2 separate regions of the Ovis aries genome follow, and region 2 is linked to region 1. The links are chromatin contacts, called in public Hi-C maps. All regions are on one chromosome and are shown on one strand. The core of a region is the stretch at or near the end of the contact, and the rest is flanking DNA. Distances in the headings are between cores, read along the strand shown. Region 1 has its middle 33 kb from the start of MANSC1. Region 2 holds the start of LRP6 (LDL receptor related protein 6).

The links. Hi-C and Micro-C count contacts between places; a contact is called where the count stands out from the background.
Region 2: a contact with region 1 is called in a Hi-C map of hypothalamus, with 2.3 times the contacts expected there. The contact joins the promoter of LRP6 here to the enhancer-like site in region 1. A contact is called at or near these places in 3 of 16 Hi-C or Micro-C datasets (hypothalamus, skin fibroblasts and tail adipose tissue).

Annotation. Positions count from the first base shown.
Region 1 is chr3:203,152,354-203,155,125 of ARS-UI_Ramb_v3.0, reverse strand. No RefSeq gene overlaps it. Among named protein-coding and RNA genes, the nearest start is that of MANSC1, 33 kb to the right of the region's middle. Within about 2 kb of position 1,370, at least 20 of the 54 cell types and tissues checked have an H3K27ac peak or open chromatin away from gene starts, as enhancers often do. A contact at or near this core is called in hypothalamus and tail adipose tissue, where this site is marked.
Region 2 is chr3:203,191,706-203,194,531 of ARS-UI_Ramb_v3.0, reverse strand. It overlaps LRP6 (LDL receptor related protein 6), which reads right to left and starts at 1,286. Exons shown (of 23, transcript XM_042247517.2): 1 at 1,136-1,286; 2 at 652-817. The coding sequence starts at 1,214.

The DNA.
Region 1 (2,772 bases), core at 121-2,620:
GATTTTCCAGGCAATCGTACTGGAGTGGATTGCCATTTCCTTCTCCAGGGGATCTTCCCAACCCAGGGCTCGAACCCGGGTCTCCCGCATTGTAGACAGACGCTTTACCGTCTGAGCCACCAGGGAAGTCCAAAGACCCAGCAGAGCTGAAAGAAAGATTAAAAAAAAAAAACCCAAAACCTTACAACAAGACACCCATTCTTTTTGAACAGATGGATGAATCAGTGGGGGTACAAGTCGAACATGCAAACTGCCTGCAAGGAACTAAAGAAATTTTTAAGTTTCTAGTGACCCTACTCACAAAGATGGAAAATGGAGGTGCAGGGAATTCCCTGGTGGTCCGAGTGGTTAGGACTCCGAGCTGCCAAAGAAGAGAGCACCAGTTCAGTCCCTGGTCAGGAAACCAAGATCCTGGAAGTCAAATGGCGTGGCAAAAAGGAAAAAGAAAACAGAGGCACAGAGGTGTGGGGACGAGGCAGCCCTAACGGAGGCAAAGGTGGGACAGGTGGGGAGTCTGAGAGAGTTAGTCTGTCTTCCCACAGGACACACAGAAAATTTTCAAGACTCCAGCCCATGCCGTGAAACTTCAAAGGCTTAAGCTACAGTCTTCCTTCTCAAACTTCTAAAATGCCTTATAAAATACCTCCTTTACAGAGTTTTAAATACCTGCTTTATGGGGTTCTTTTACAAACATGAAGCCACTTATTCTCAAAACCCAACAATGAGATAGGCTAGACAGATAGGAATTCTCTCCCTATTCACAAGAAAACTGAAGCCCTGAGAGGTTACCTGACTCTGCTCAGGTCCCTGGGGTGTTTTGGGGGGAGGACTAGAGTCACCACCCACCCATCTGCCCTCCCTACCCCTCTCATTGTTCATCCAGCCATGGTGCCCATTGATTTCGCAGAGTGAAATTGCTGGTCCATCAGTCTGTCTTCTAAATCTGCTGCTTCTAAAAGTGAAGAAAAGGTATAAAAAGTACAAGTTATTCCCTAGGCTACTAGACAGGTGTCTAGTTTTGATCTGGGGTGATCAGACTCTCTCACCTTCTATTCTTCACTGAGACCGAACATACAAATAGACAATGGCCAAACTGTCTAAGACAATAGAACTCTGACTCACAACTTTTACCACAACTAGCTGGGAAAACCAAACCAGTCAGCTTCCAACTCAGCAGCCCCAGAACCAACCTGAGAAAGCCGAAGATGCCCCCCAAACCAATCACACAGGATGCCTCACTTTTTGGTAGCCCAAGTCCACCCTCCCCATGCCAAGGACCTCCAGCCAGGGCACCTCCAAAGCCTTCCCTTTTTCTCATTATGAAACATCCCCCCTCCCCTCTCTGCCCTGAGGCTCTGCCTAATGCAAGCGGCGGTGGCTGCCTCCCTCCCCACAGCAAGCTCCACATAAATAGCCTCTGTGCTCATTTGGCTCCTCAGCTTATTTCCACACCACCGAATGGGTAATGAAGGATGTTACAAAACCCAGTTATGAAAAAAGCATCAGTTCTTCAACATTTGTAAAGCGCTTTACAGTCGTCCTAGTACGACTTATAAAAACCCTTTGTGAAGTCCTGCTAGCCCCATTTTAGAGCTGAGAAAATTGAGAAGGAACCAGAAGATTAAGCCCTTTGGCTGATTTGCTGGAGCTGGGATCAGAACAGAACACCCCTTCCCTCCCCACCCCCACTGTTGTTTGAGGTCTGTTGTTTATCCACCGAGCTCAGCCTGCACTTTGGGATCATTACCATTTTAAAGCATTTTACTCTGGGTTGAGTGAATATTAAGAAGTAGATCACATTTCAGCCTGGCGGGTGCTAAAGTATTGTTTTTGGTTTGTTTTTCTAAGTCTTAGTAGACGCCATATGGCCTCTATTAACTTTACTATGTAGCACAATTTGGAAGATCGTTTCTTTTCCAAAATATTTTTCACCGTCATTTAGCATTTTAAAGTTCAGCACACACATCAACCCTTGATACTTGTTTTTCTCAAAGCTGTGCCCTTTCTCTCCCAGGCAAGGGGGGAGCGAGGGAGGCCATAAATCCAGCCAAGTGTATATTGTGTTATTGCGGCTGGGTGGGGTGATGGGGGCGGGGGAGTGTAACCTGCCCTTGCAGGACAAAGTCCTCCTAATGCAAAGGCTTTCCTTTTTTTTAAAAAAAGAGCAGCTTTTGGCTTCCCCTCTCCCCTGCCCTGCTTCAAGGCCAAAGATTGCTGATGATGTTGACTGAAGGAGATGAGAAGAAAGCCAAGATGCTCAGAAAACTGACTTGAGTTTCGAGAAGGGCTGCCTGGAAGGCAGGGGCAGGAGGGACTGGATAATTGTAGTTCCATGCCAGCTCCCCAAAATGCAGCAGCCCCTGCTCCTCTTCACCTGGGGGCATCCAAAAAGGAGGCTGTGTGGCAGCAGTGTTTGGTCTGTATGCCGCCGCACCTGGTGGGCCCAGCAAGGGACACTGTGAGTGCTTTGTTATGGACATGGGCTGAGGCTGATAAACTTTGCACCATGTACAGCTTCATTAGTGCTTCCCTGATAGCTCAGCTGGCAAAGAATCTGCCTGCTATGCAGAAGACCCTAGTTCGATTCCTGGGTCAGGAAGATCCCCTGCAGAAGGGAAAGGCTACCCACCCCAGTATTCTGGCCTGGAGAATTCCATGGACTATATAGTCAAACACGACTGAACCACTTTCACTTTTCACTTTCATAGTTTCATTGAATATTAAATAATGACATCTTTTGTGGGCTAATGGTTCTTCTGGAGTCCTCTCATT
Region 2 (2,826 bases), core at 37-2,536, 39 kb before region 1:
CCTGAATGCCAGAGGTTGCAAGGGCAACGTTTCTATTTTATTACGGGCTGGAGCCCAGGCGATTCCCCAAGGCTGAAAACACTCGACCTATAACCTCGGAGTCCCTTTCCAACTATGCTCTCACCCACGATCATTACATCCTCCACGGAAACCAGTTATTAGTTGCTACAAGGCCTGGAAAAAATAGTAAGAGGGCTCTAAAAGTTCACGGGACCCACAGGGAAAAGGTGGGGGCTTGGAGGGAGAAATCCAAGCGCTGAAGCATCTTGGGCTCCAACGTTCCGAGAGCCAAGATCCATACAAAGCCCCTCGTCCCCGGTGACTGCAGGCAGGAGACCCACCGATCTCCAGTCACTCGGACAGGATGGGGCTCCGGGGGGAGGTCACCCCGCCAGGCAGCCCGGACGAACGCTCTGTCCGGACGCGGTGGGGCAAGCGAGGCGGGGGCTGCAGCGTGGCCGGGCGGAGCGCGCAGCCCCTTCTCCCGGGCCCCTTGCTCCCTCCTTCCCCACGACCAGGCCTCTCCCAACTCCTTCCCCAGCTTCGCCTCCCCCACCCTCCCCTCCCCTCCGTAGACACAACAGAACGAGACCCCCTCCTTCCCTCCCGCAAACCCCACCAACTTTCCCGTCCCCCCGCTTTCTCTCCCACCTCTCAGGAGCACGCAGAAACTGCAGGCCAGGAGGCTCCTCAGGACGGCCCCCATCTTCCCTGCTCGCGTTCGCTTCTCTCACCGGCGAGGGGCGGCCCGAAGAGGGGGAGGCGAGGAGCCGGGGCGGCCGCCGCAGCGGCAGGTCTGCACGCTCATGCTTCCCAGCTTTCCAGAGAGAAGAAAGAAAAGGGGGCCCGTCAAGGCTCCGCGCGCGCTGCCGCCGCCGCCGCCCTCTCTACCGCGCCGCTCCGCCCGGAGCTCGCGCGACGCCAGCGTCTGCTTCCATCCCGCCGCCTCCTCCCCCGGCGCCCCGCTTCCCCCGCGCAGCTCCTCATTCAGCCTCTTCCTCTCACGCAGCGGCGCAGGGATACGCCTCCCACCGTCACGGATCGCCGCCGAGGTCTCCCTGCGCGCGGGCGAGCCCTCCCCTCCCTCGGTGCCGCCTCCCGGGCAGGTTAGAAAAGGAGAGGAAACCGTGCGCACAGCCTCGGCGAGGAGACCCCGGGAGATCTGCGGGACCAGTAGAAGCGGGCCAGAGGGGACAGGCCGCCCAGTGGCGCATTCCGAAGGGATTCTTTCCCGGGCCGGACCCTTCGGCCCTCCCCGCGGAGGGCGTGAAGCGACGTCGAACAACATCGGGAGCCGGCGTGGTCGGGACTACTTTCTGCGGCTCGGCCCGGCAGCCGCCTGCGCCGCTCTTTGTGCGGCCGCCGCCGACCGAGCCAGGTGAGGCTCCAGGTCCACGCCGGCCGCCACCTGGGCCGGGGCCAAGGTGGGCGGCAGGAGACGGCTGGCTGGGCCTGCAGAGCCGCAGGTCCACGCTCGGAGATTCACCTAGATCCCGATACGAGGCATGACTTTAGTCCCAGGGTTGGAAATCTGTTTAAGCATCTTTTTTTTTTTTTTTTAAGGAAAATGAAAACTAATATTGCTTCCATCGGCTTTCAACATGGATCTGGTGAAGGGTATTCAAACGCCAACAGAAAACTGAATTTTTTTTTTAATTTTCTCCTGGTTTCCCAGAACTACAGACTGCCCCCCCCCCCCCCCCCCCCAAGGACTAAAGGATTTCTAACCCGGCAGATAAAATTCCAAGATAAATGCGTCAGCACCTAACAAAGCAAAGGGACGGTGGGCAGAACGGTGCTAGGATTTTGCAAACTGCGTTTAGTGATGAATGTCTGGCATGTTGTGACGATCCGCTCTCAGATTGAGGAGGAAAAGATTCCTCGGAATCTCAGACTCGATTTTGCACAGCCTCTGGCCGGCTGCTCGCCGCAGCAGCCGCCTTTCACTGGGCGTTCAGGAGTAACGGCCCAGAAGCCCTTGGAATCACGTGGCAGCTTGGGGGTGGGGGGTGCGGGTGAAGCTGGGATGGCACCACTGAGAGTTAACCTAAAGGAGCCATCAGCAGCAATCCATCCACCTGTCACTCAACCTTACTGTGGGCAGGTGGCGCGGAGCTGGAGCTACTCCAGCAGTGGTACTCAATATCGTAGTAACACTGAGGTTCACCAAGTGCTGCTCACAGTCAGATTTGACACTCATAACTACCCTGGGGTAAGACAGGTTGTGTCACTTGGCATCCTCATTGCAGAAGAGGAAAATGGGAAACTAGGGGATTCAATGACTTTCCCAAGGTCACTCACGTAGACTATAGCAAGTCCTAACCTAACCCAGGTCTTCCGACCACAGATGCTCTGCTATTTCCAGGAAATGGACACCGAGCCAAGGTGATGCGTGTCTGTAAGCAGATTGTTTAGCGAATCAGTCGTGTCCGACTCTCATGGGACCCCGGAGACTGTAGGCCGCCAGGCTCCTCCGTCCATGGGATTTTCCAGGCAAGAGTACTGGAGTGGGATGCCATTGCCTTCTCTATCCAGGCAGGCTCAGTTCAGTTCAGTCGCTCAGTCGTGTAGGACTCTTTGCGACCCCATGAATGGCAGCCCGCCAGGCCTCCCTGTCCATCACCATCTCTGGGAGCTCATTCAGACTCACGTCCATCGAGTCTGTGATGCCATCCAGCCATCTCATCCTGGGTCATCCCCTTCTCCTCCTGCCCCCAATCCCTCCCAGCATCAGAGCCTTTTCCAATGAGTCAACTCTCCACATGAGGTGGCCAAAGTACTGGAGCTTCAGCTTCAGCATCATTCCTTCCAAAGAAATCCCAGGGT